2 separate regions of the Zea mays genome follow, and region 1 is linked to region 2. The links are chromatin contacts, called in public Hi-C maps. All regions are on one chromosome and are shown on one strand. Each heading gives the region's core, a stretch centred on a gene start, on an enhancer-like site or on the middle of the called end of the contact. The rest is flanking DNA. Distances are from core to core; before and after follow the strand shown.

Region 1 (6,140 bases), core at 552-3,051, 130 kb before region 2:
TCGGCATCGGCATCTGCAGCGGCATGTAGCAGCCGGAGCTCCGCAACAGCTCCATTGCCGAGAGCGCGCCGACCGCGGGCCCCGCGCCGCCGCCCCGACCGTTGCTCGTCATCCCGCCGCCCGGGTTGCACACGTTGCTGCTCTCCAGACTCGGGAACGCCGCGAACTCGGGGGCGTGCAGGCCACCGTGGTGCGGGAACGCCAGGTTGAGGTCGTGGGCGCCCTCGTGCGCCAGCTTCGGGTTCTTGGACCCGGCCCCCGCCGTGCTGGCCATGGACGAGCTCGTGACCGAGCCGGAGGTGGAGGCAGACGCCGACGCCGACGATGAGGAGCGCTTGTTCTTGCGGGAGCCGCCGCCCACGGGGACGTTGCGGAGGGATCCGCCCTCCGTCCAGTAGCGGCGGCACGTCTTGCAGAAGTAGCGTGGCTGCTGGAGGCTGTAGTTGTTGTAGTAGCAGAATTTGGTGTTGGTGGAGTTGCACCGCGGGCAGTTGAGCGCCTTCTCCTTCTGCGGCCGCGCGCGCCGCTCGGTACTACCCGCGCCCGCCAGGGGCGCCGGCGCGCCACCGCCCAGGAGCCCCCCAGGTGCCAACGACGGCGCCGGCGCCGGCGGGTTCGGATTCGAGCTTTGGCTCGGATTTGCGGCGCCCGCGTTGGCCGCCATCAGCATCTCCTCCATGGGCTTCACCAGCCCTAGGCCCTGATGAGGACGCGCGCATGGTGCAGCGACAGCACATCATAGAACGCAGAGGATTAGCACCAAGTTAGTTAAACAACCACAGCAAGAAGCAAGAACAAGTGAACAAAAATAGCATGTGTGGGCACGCAGATGCAGCAGGGAAGGAGGGTGGAGCTGGATGTAGGGATGGTAGAATCTTTATGGTGCAACTAGGAACCAAACAAATGGATACAAAGACAGATTAGAGAGAGGGAAAAGAAAAAGGGAGAGTAAAGGTAAAGGCGATGAGCCTGGCCGCGGAGGAAGAGACGAAGAAAGAGAAACAAAACACCCCACAGACAGCACAAGACACACCTTTGCTGCTTGTGCTCTTGTAGGGTTGTGTGTTTCAGTAGTACTACTGCTGCCGCTGTTGCTTCTGCTACACATCACCATGGGACGACATGACTGCTCTTTTGATGCACAGGGGGTGGTGAGCCAAGGAGACTAGGAGAGATAAGGAGAAAAAAGCCATGGAGGAGTGGGGAAAAGGATGATAAAAGGCACGATAGAGAGGAAAGGGAGATTAGAAAGGGAGGAAAAGAAAGGTGGTGGCTTGTGTGTGCTGCTTCCAATCGCCGATTAAAAGGGCGGGGAAGCTAGCAGAGGATTAAAGCCACAAGGGCCTCACCTCCAAAGGCTACGCATGGGATGGATGCTGATGATGGTATGCATAGATATACACGAAGGATATAAAGGAAGAGCAGAACCCGAGAAGAGACGGAAGGAAGCACGAGAGATCATGCACGCACCAAGAACAAGGCGCAGAGACGAAGATGAACACCGGCAGGATCGAGAAGAACAAGGGCCAAATTATCACAGATGATGCATATGGGCCGGGTAGCTCAGATGCATGTGGTGCAGAACCGATCTTTGTTCTGAAAGAAAATTTACCTGCTGCCAGTGGGCTGCATCCATGCAAGACCTCCAATTCCTTTGCTACCCCCCACAATTCTTTGCTCCTTGGATGCAGTAGTAGTCCGAAGGGAGATGTGGAGAGAAGGGAGGGTGAAGAAGATGAGCTTCCGCTGGATTTCTTGAGGACGAAGAGAGAGAATGCTACCCTGTGCCCTGTGGTTGGCCAGTGTGAGTGGAATTATGCCTCCTTCCCTTCCCCTCTCCGCTCTCTCTTGCCCAATAGCCAATCTAGCAGTGGAGGATTATTTTTTTACAATATTTTTTATGCACCTCTCAGCTGCTCCGGCCAGAACCTCCACCTCTCGTCGTCAGTGATGGGAAAAGAATTTGGAGCGCTGTGTTTGGCTTGCAATTGTGGCCAATTTTTAGTTCTGCTGTACAGGCAGCTGGGGAGAGTAGTTGCGTTCTTGCTCATGACTCGTGAGGTCCACACCAGTCAACCGGCCGGGATTCCACAGAGGAACGCGGAGGAAGCCCTGGGGAATGGCCGTTTGTGGTGCGGAGGGCGGCGTGGCACGTGCGGCCAACCCGACTATTTCCCTGGCCGTCACTATTTTAGTGCTGCTTTTCGCGTTCACCCTTTTTCTTGGCACATGCCACATGACACCTGCTTTTCTTTTCTATTTCCAACACGAAATTGTAATCTTTTTAGATATATCTAATGTGTTTCTCATATGAATACATGCTACCTTGCTTTTGAATTATAAAACATTTTAATTTTTTATATACGTAGTTTCTACTATACATCTAAATATAAATTATGTCTGAATACATAACAAAATATTACATTCTATCCGTTTTTATTTATATGTCATATGTGCTTTGTTCTAAGTTAAACACCTCTATCTTTACTCATTTTTAAATATAAACATATGTATTTAATGTAAGAATTATTTTAAATTTTATTAAAGGAAGTAATTCTATAATATGTATTATAAAACTATAAAATTTAAAATGGACGATACAAAATAGTAATATTTAACTTGGGATAAAAAGTTTGTCAAAGATTGTTCCACAGTGAATTTTTTAAGTAGGTTGCCAGATCGAGAACAAAAGATAAATACATATCAATGTGAGATAACACTATGCATCATGTTTGCAATAGTGTTTATTGCCTATACAATGTGATGAAATGGCCTATTGTTCGACCCTACTTTTATAGTCCAAGAATGAGCGGTACTTATAGGAGACATAACTAGGTCGATTACAAGATATGTTTGGTAACCAAGCCTAGCCGAGACTATCTCGCATTATCTGGTAACTTATCTCTATATGTACATGTGTTTCATCCTAATCAATCAGGTTTTACCATATTTATATGGATATTGATCTTATCTTCAAATATGATACAATTTTTCCATTTTAATCTTAGGGAACTTTATTGCCGATAAGTTCTTTCTCTCATCATGTGGGTTAACTCCCTAGAATCTCAATCGAGCCATGGGCCCACCTATCATGATCTTTTTTGCTCAATTGTCCTTGGATACCATGGTCTATATCTTCAACAGTAGCCCCACGACTTATCTGACTAAGTCAGAGACTCGAGTAGATAATACTCTTATCTTAATTCTTCTTGTATGACTTTGACCTTGTTGTATCTAGGTTGTTTATCTCTTGTAGCCAAGTCCCCAACCTTGTCATGCATCCTCGAGTATGTAGACTTGGCATTTTACTACTTAAAATTCGATCACTTTATCAAACTAGTACTTCAAATTCTAAAAAAATTGTGTTGCTTTGACTTCTTTTATCAACGCAAAAGTAAAGAACTTTGTAATGCTTCAGATTCTATAACTGGTTATAAAAGTTACTACTACACGACCTTTGGACTTTTATAGGCCATATGTTCAAAGTCTTGCCTTCCAGACATAGGATGGTATCCTACCCGATTATGATCTATGTTGTCATTCATACTTGGTTTATAACCTGATTTGATCTATAACACATAACTAACTTACAACGGTAGCCCCTACGTATATAAAGAGAGCTAGGGACCCTTTGTAGCATGAAGGAGATATGGTATAAGACGACATATCCATTGCAGACGCATGATGAAGTCCCACCGGGTTATTATCTTTGTTGTCATTCGTACTTAGATTGAGACCAGATTAGATCTATAACACATAACTAACTTGTAACTGTAGCCCCTTCTAGACATAGGGTTCATTTTATTTATTTATTGTCTTATTCATTTAAGAAAATGCTTTTAAACATACAATATTCATGCGCACAAAAATATTTAATTGAACAAAAATCATTTCTATTTTAATCGATGGGTCCCACGAGGAGTGACAACGGTCTCTATCAACAGGATGAGGCGCTAACGCATACGACCCTGAACATCTCTGCCTCTGCCTCGTGGGACCATCCGAGCTCCACTGTGGGGAACCTCGGCATTATAGTATCTACAGAGACTCGCATACCGGGTTGCGTCGTGCTGGGGGTTGAAACACCGCCAGGTGGCCCATGCCTCAGCCGCCCATCGTCGCGTACCGATGTACTCCCCTTTCCACGGTGTGTCACTGCCGGTGGGACCCGACGGCCAGGTCCTTCCCCTTTGTCATCTTCGAGCAATAGGAAAGAAACATGTGACGCCTAAGAGGGGTGAATTAGGACTTCTAAAAACTTCTTCTAAACTAGGCCACAAATAAAACCCTAGAGCAAAACCTATGCAATTAATCAAACTAGAATGTGCAAACTAGGTTTTGTCTAAGTGTTTGCTATCTCTACCGCAATGGTTAAGTTTCAATCTACAATGATATAAGTATAAAGACAAGATTGAAAATTAAATGTTTAATATAAATGCGGAAGCTAAAGAGCGAGGTAGAGATGCAAACTCTCGTGGATGACGCCGGTAATTTTACCGAGGTATCCGGAACCGCGCAAGGTCCCAACTAATCCTCGTTGGTGCCCCTATGCAAAGGGAAGCCCACGCGAGGGCCAAGCACCTCAGTCGAGTCACTCCGTAGAGAGCCGTGGGCCTTCTCCACGCGCAACTGGTGCTCCACTTCTGGCTCCTCTTGGACGCTCCCTGTCGTCTCTACTATCGAGCTTCTGGACGAAACACCGTGGGCCTCGTTCCCTCCGGTACATGATGGCGGTCGTGACACAAACGCGGTTGCCACGGTCTCGCGAGACTCCCGCCTCACTCGGTACAATTACAACGACTCGCGTGAGAGCCGAAGGGTTGTGTGGTTTATCTAAACTCACTCAACTAATTAGAGTTCACCTAGAGCAAGCGCTAAAGCGGTCTAACTAACCTAAGCACTTCGCAAAGCACCTACGCTAATCACCAACTGATTCTATTAAGCACTTGGGTGTATGAGCACATGGAAATGTGAACTACGTGCCTTGGTATGTCTCTTGGGCTCCCACCCCTTGAAATGCTCGGTTGGGGGTGTATTTATAGCCCCCAACACAAAACTAGCTGTTGGAGAAAAGTTGTGCTCTCTGCGGTGCACCGGACAGTGCACTCCTCACTGTCTAGTACGCCTAGCCGTTAGTCTGACACCGGAGACGACTGTTGGCACGTAGGTTTTTTACACCATACAGTCCGGTGGTCTTCTCTCCACAGTGCCACTTGGAACTAGCCGTTATGGTTATTGTTCCTGGTGCAACGGACAGTCCGGTGTGCCACCGGACATCCGGTGCTCCAGACTAGACAGTCCACCGACAACACTTCCTTTGTTTCTTGGACTTCACTTGATCTTCATAATGTCTTCTTTTGAGGTGTTGCTTTCCTCAAAGTCTTGGTCCAAGTAACTTTAGCATCCTGTGAACTACAAACACAAACACTAGCAAATTCATTAGTCCACAGGTTATGTTGACCATCAAACACTAAAACCTATTTAGCCAAATGGCCCACGGTCCATTTTCCTTACAATCTCCCCCTTTTTGGTGATTGATGATAACACAACCAAAGCAAGCAAATATAACAAACGTTTGAATGAAAAATATGCAATATACTTGTTAGGATGCATGATTGTCCCCACAATGTGATATTATGGACTTAAGCCTCCCCCTAACTCCATAATTCACTTAGTTCCTATTTTAAACCAAAGAGCCAAAACCACTTGAAGGATCAAAATTTTAATTTGGTGGTGTTTGGTGTTTAATACAATTTTCATTGCTTTGGTCCCTAAACTTCTCTCCCTTTGGCATTGTTGGGGGCCTTCGGCTTCCGAAGGTCCTCAAAAACATGATTTAACAGTGTTTCTAGAGTATAATGTGTGAACAGGTATCTTCGGACTCGTATCAGAGAGGGAGAAGCTCAAAAGATACGAAGGTTGACACAGCGCCGAAGCTGTGAAGCAGGAAAGCTTCGGCATGTTCGCAGAAAAGGGAACCGACTTGAAGATGAAAAGGCCATTTAGACCTCGATAGATTACTATAGAATTACCACCAAATGTAAAGGGCATGTATGTAATTTTGTATGGGTTGTACCCCGTGCCTATAAATAGGTGAACAGTACCCCCGTACTGTTCACGCTGATTTGGTGTTCACTTTT
Region 2 (5,871 bases), core at 857-3,356:
CAGATCGAAATCCGACGACGGAGGTTCACTTTTGCCCAAAACCTGATCCTGATCGTTCGACCTAGACCAACAGACCAGATTGCCTGCAGCGAAGGGGTACACGGCCGACTAATCCCGACCGTACGATGGGATCCGACGGTAAGGAGTCGTTATCCCCACTGCCCGACATAAGCACGGTGGCGCCGCCCCCTTCCTCGACGGAACATCGCCGGAGCGAAGGTGAACTAAGCCCAGGTGCCCTAAACCGTGGTACAAAAGGTCTAAGCGCGGAGAGGAGGTCACGGCGAATAGCATGAACGGCATCATACCAACGATATGTGGGAGAAGCAGCCTGGCCGCGGCAGAGGTTGATTCACGGCGTGGAAGTAACTCCGATGAGCAATTCACGGCGCCGAAGGTAGTTTTCCTTTGCGGCGACCCGTCCGAGCGCACCCTCACACACCGGTGCCGACCCTCGATTCCCCAATTTCACGGATTAATGGCGACAATGGCAATCGTGGCGGCCGCGCGTTTCTTCCCTCGCGGTAGCAACTGGCGGTGGCGTGCAGCAAAGGGGTAGAGGATGAGGGAAAGTCGTGGGCGAGCTCCGCCTTTATTTACTGAGCCATCGGAGTCGAGGACGTGGCCAGCGGCTCCGGAGAAAAAGGGGGGAGAAGACCGCGCTGCCCGCCATGCTCGGGATTCAGTTGGCGATGGAGACGAACGCGCTGACGCGCGGGCCCGGGTTTCCAGTGAGCCGAGCTATCGGCAGCTGAGGGGAGAAGAGCGCTGTCCAGTGGGGCCCATCAGCCAGAGAATGCTGTGAGTGCGCGCGACGGTCTGACCGAGCGGGTTGCTCCCCCTGTGGGCCAAACTGTGGTAAGCCGGCCGAGTAAGCTCTCTTTCCCTTTTTCTTTTTATTTTCTGTTTCATTTTATTCTTAATTCATTTGAATTCAAATTTTGAATTTAACTCAGGTGCTAATTCAAATTCATGTTAACCCTGCAATTTAGTCATATCCACAGGTGGTGAAGTTATTTAATTATAATATTATTTTGTATTAAATAATATTCCTTTCTCTCCTCTATATAATGGTTTTATTTTCAAGTTAGAGTTTAAATTATATGGATCCATTGATATGCTATTGATGACGCATTTATTTTATTAAACACAAATGCACAATCAAGTAAAAACTGAGCATGAGACAAGTTTTGTTAGGTATCTATTATCATTTATTTATTTGTTTAATTGTGGTGTTCACATGAAATGAGAAACATAGACAACACATATAGATGTAAAATAATATAATTTCTCTTTCTAACCTTTTCTTACAAAGTAGGTATTACAACCCAACCCAACCTAACCCCACCCCACCTTGAGGATTGATGAACGGAACCCTGTCGTGTCGTCCTTCTGCTCTCTTCTTCAGCACAAGGTTTTTTGGTTTCCTTGGCTGCGCGTCATTCCTGCGTCCCGTCAACTGCAGCGCCCCGCTACGTTGCCGATGGCTGGGACTGACCAAGAGGCCATGGACTCCCCTCCTGTCAATTTCGTTGCTCCCTGCGCGTCCGGCCTCCAGGGGCACAGGCTGCACAGCTCCGCACAGGCAAGGGACAAAAGCCATATATCGCTTTCAGAAATCACCGTACTATGGTTGAATTCTCTCGTGCAAACTTGGCTGGCTAACTACTCTGTCTAGAAATGAATACAAAATACCGAGCCAAATCATTCTGAGTTTAACAAATTTGCTGAAAAGGTCAAAATCTACGATAAATATTAATGTTTTTCCTATAAATTTAGCCAGACTTCTCGAAAAAAAAATGACTACAGACAGAACTATTGCATCTTTCAAAACCGAGGCAGTACACGCACGCTGTGCTCATGGATTGGGGGCCAGGGCTGAGGGCTTCGAGTGTGAGAGGAACAAATGTTTGCGAAGTGTGGGACAACGCCCGTCCAATCGGTCGTCGTGTCCATTCTCTCAATGACCCCAGCAGGTCGTGTATACCCCTGATGACCGCCTGCGCACACAGCCATTTATTTGAACGAGCTCTTGCGACCAACAGCAGCAAATACTAGCCTGGCCTGGTGCTGCTGTCTGCCTGCCCTAGCTAGCTAGTAAATTATATTTCGTGTCATGTACTACCGCCTAGCCTAGCTTGTCGCACATGCATGTACCGGCTGTGGGGCGCACCCAGTTCGTTTACAATTTGGATTTATGCGACGCGTACGATGCTTTCTGATCTCACTCATCCAACACTGTCGCGTTTCTTCAAAACATCCCGCTCGTCGCCTCGTGGACTGCACTAGCTCTACCATTCTACTGCATTTATTCTACTCCGTACACTTCTACTCCATCTTCTCCCTCCTTTTTTTTTAACTCTTTGTCCTCAGTTTTTTTTTTTTACAAAAAATGCAGTCATGTCCCATGTGGAAGTTAAACCCGCTAAAGAATGGAAGCTATCAGACTGCGCACCTTCAAACCAGCTTGACCTGCAATCCTGAATACCTGCACGCAGCTCGACTTCACTCCACGACCGTCACTTTCCCGTGCAGAACGGGCCAAAACCGCCATTATCGCCCATTCGTCCAGTTGCTAGCTCGTTCATTCTGCAACTTGTTCCAGAAGCCAGCCGATCAATATTCCTTCCCATCATCACGTCGTCGTCCCAGGCAGCAAGAGACAAAAACCAAAAGGATACACGACAGAAGGTAGGGTGAGGAGAGAGAGAGAGAGAGGGTGAGGAGAGAGAGAGGGAGAGAGAGGGAGGGAGAGGGACATGCGATTGCAGGTAGTATTTGCACTTGTAAACAAATTAAAGCGGGGTTTGAGGCGCAAGTGACATGCTATTTTAGAAGCCGGAAATCAGGGGGGTGCTGAGGCCTGAAAGCTGCGGTTGGACTGCCGGCAACCGAAAGGCGGGCCGACGGGAATTCTTCCATATCGGCGACGCTGGATTCTTGCGCTTGATGGCGGCGTCCACTCAAACCCCGCTTCATCATTCGTAAGCGGGACTCGCGTCGCGCGGCCGCGGCCGGCCTGCGGTTAGGGATGGGATGTCTGGTTCGCCGCGTGGAGTTTACGTCGGACCAGGCCGCCACTCGCTTCGTCAATATTCGGTCTCCTTCCATCGATTGTTCTACGCAACGGCCGCGGTTAGGGATGGATCCCATACTTTTCGGCCGCTAATTTTTTTGTTTTTGTTTTCAATTATCAGTAAATAGGATCGAAATTTATATTTTTGTTTTTAGTATTAAGTTTGTTAGAATTCATTAAAAGTAAACCTCAAATTTGTCATATAATTTCTCAAATAATAGATATAGAATTAGGAGACATACATAGAATTCGGATACAGCTCACTACCGGGCCTTTGCTAAGGGTATGTTTGGTTTGACTTTTGGCTTTTGCTTTTGCCCCCCTAAAAGCCAAAAACCAACCAAAGGGCTGGATCCAGGAAGCAGCTTTTCCTAAAAACCGACTTTCTCGTAGTGCAAATCTGAAAGCACCCCTGGACTTGCTTTTAGTGGCTTTTCGGATGAAACTATAAAAACATATATCGAATAATTTTTAACGAGTTTTAGTGGTTTTCATCAAACGGTTTTTAGCTTTTTAACAGCTCACAGCCTACAGCAGCTTTTTCCACAGCTCACAGTCCACAGCAACTTTTTTCACAGCCACAGCCCAACCAAAGAGACCCTAAGTGCCAGCCTCTTTGCCGAGTGCTTTTTCTCGGGCACTCGGCAAAGCAGCCTTTGTCGAGAACCGAACTCGCCAAAGTCCTGCTCTCGATAACGAGCTGGTTTACCGAGTGCAGGACACTCGGCACAGAAAAACTCTCGGTAAAGACGCGTTTGCCGAGTGACAGACACTCGGCAAAGAAGACTCCCGGCAAAGACGCGTTCCAAAGCTGACGGCCGTCAGCCTTTGACGAGGGCCTAAGGTCGACACTCGGCAAAGAGGCTTCTTTGTCGGGTGCCAAATATCTCGCACTTGGCAAAGCCCTCTTAACCGAGTGTCTTCTTTGGACACTCGGCAAAACATATTTTTATTTTTTTTAAATTTTGGCAACCAAACTTTTTGTGATTTGTTCTTACACTATGTAGGCCTATATGTACCATTTTGGGATAATTATAACAGAGTTTTCAATAGGTAGTAGATTTAGTTCGTTTATTTGAATTTCTTCCGAAAAATCAGATTTGAACTGCAGGTCACTGCAAACTTGAAAAAACCATGCATGCAAAAATGATATTCATGCTACTTAGCACAAGTTACGACCGATTTCAGGAGCGGACCGGAAACTTCGAGCAACATGCTCATTAAACATGACCGTGAACTTGTCATCCACATGTTTAAAAATTGTATAAAACACAAACAAAGTCAGAAAATCATGAAACTTGTCTACGTGTCATGATATCATATATAGAGTCTGTTATAAAAATTTGAGAAAGTTTCGAGAAAACTGTGACGCACTATGTGTAGAAACCTAAGAGATCTAGGGAAAACAAATAAAAAAAGGTGCCTACTGGTCACTTTGCCGAGTGTAACACTCGGCAAAGCACCTCTTTGCCGAGTGTCAGAACCATAGCACTCGGCAAAGAACCAAGACCTGGGCACCGGTATAGGTTCTTTGCGAGTGTAATGGCTCTGACACTCGGCAAAGAAGCACGCTTTGCCGAGTGCCATACTAAGCACTCGACAAAGGACCTGACATGGGGACCCCTCTGACGGATTCTTTGCTGAATGCTGTCAAGCAGACACTCGGCAAAGTTAACTCCTTTGCCGAGTGTCGCTTGGGACACTCGGCAAAAACTCCGTCTCCGTCACTCATCGTCGTAACGACTGCTTTTCTTTGCCGAGTGCTCTCTAGCACTCGGCAAACCACTTTGACGAGTGCCCGAGAAAAAGTACTCGGCAAAGACGGCTTTGCCGATGCACTGTATGCCGAGCTCTCTTTGCCGAGTGTTTTTAAGGCTTTGCCGAGTGCTACAGGCACTCGGCAAAGTCGACGATTCCGATAGTGGCTACAAATTGTTTTCACCGTTTTGTTGTAGGGAAAAAATAACTATACAAAAATAGACAAAAAACTAGTATTGTTATTTTATAATATGTTTAACAACATAACTAAAGAATGACATCAAATTATATACGTACCTATTTTAAAATATTAAATTTTTCATATAATTTAGATGTTTAGGATTTATCCCTAGCCATGACAACGGCACGACCCGAGTCAGTGGCGGAGGACGGAAAAAAATTTAGGTACGGCTCGGCGGACGGACCTGCTCGGCGGACGGCGGAAGCTCGGCAGTCAGCGCGTCGCGCTCGCGGACGGACCTGCTCGGCGGACGGCGAAGCCGGAAGGCACAACAGCTCGGCGGACGGAGGCACAGGGGCAACGGCGCGTGCTCGGCGGGCTGAGGCGCAGAGCTGCTCCTGCTCGCCTTCTCGGGTCGTCGAGCGCTCGACGGACGGCCGGACGGGTGAACGGCAGACGGCGCGTCGGAGTCGCGGAGCGGCTCGGTCCGTGGCTCCGAGCCCGAGCGGACGGCGGACGACGGGCGGAGCGCCGGAGCAGTGAGCAGCGGAGGCGCGGAGTCGACGGAGAGGCTCGGTCCGAGCCCGAGCGGACGGTGGGCGAAGGCCGGAGGCGCGGAGCTGCTCGCCTGCTCCGCTGCTCGGGCCCTCGGGCGCTCGCTGGACGGGCGGACCGCGGACGGCGGCCGGAGAACCGTAGCCGCGGCACGCCGACGCGGCTCGGGGCCTCGGGCCGAGCGGACGGCGGACAATCGCCAGAGCCTAGAGGCGCGGACGGTGCCGCGGTGCTGGGACTGTTGGCTGCTCGTGCGGTCGTGCCCTCGGGCCTCGGCGGCAGACGTGCGGGATGACGGACG

The links. A called contact is a pair of places that touch in the nucleus more often than the background predicts.
Region 1: a Hi-C map of leaf shows a contact between it and region 2, with 4 times the contacts expected there. The contact joins the promoter of LOC100283670 here to the enhancer-like site in region 2. A contact is called at or near these places in 12 of 25 Hi-C or Micro-C datasets (bundle sheath, ear, endosperm and 4 more) and 2 of 3 datasets of contacts at active chromatin or transcription factors (seedling and shoot).

What each region holds. Positions count from the first base shown.
Region 1 is chr2:18,100,498-18,106,637 of Zm-B73-REFERENCE-NAM-5.0, reverse strand. It overlaps LOC100283670, which reads right to left and starts at 1,801. Exons shown (of 2, transcript NM_001369857.1): 1 at 1,613-1,801; 2 at 1-700. The coding sequence starts at 1,636. LOC109943968 (a long non-coding RNA gene) reads left to right here and starts at 1,110. Exons shown (of 2, transcript XR_002267098.3): 1 at 1,110-1,804; 2 at 1,914-2,347.
Region 2 is chr2:17,973,831-17,979,701 of Zm-B73-REFERENCE-NAM-5.0, reverse strand. No RefSeq gene overlaps it. Among protein-coding and RNA genes, the nearest start is that of LOC103646067, 21 kb to the right of the region's middle. Within about 2 kb of position 2,106, at least 18 of the 20 cell types and tissues checked have an H3K27ac peak or open chromatin away from gene starts, as enhancers often do. A contact at or near this core is called in bundle sheath, ear, endosperm and 5 more, where this site is marked.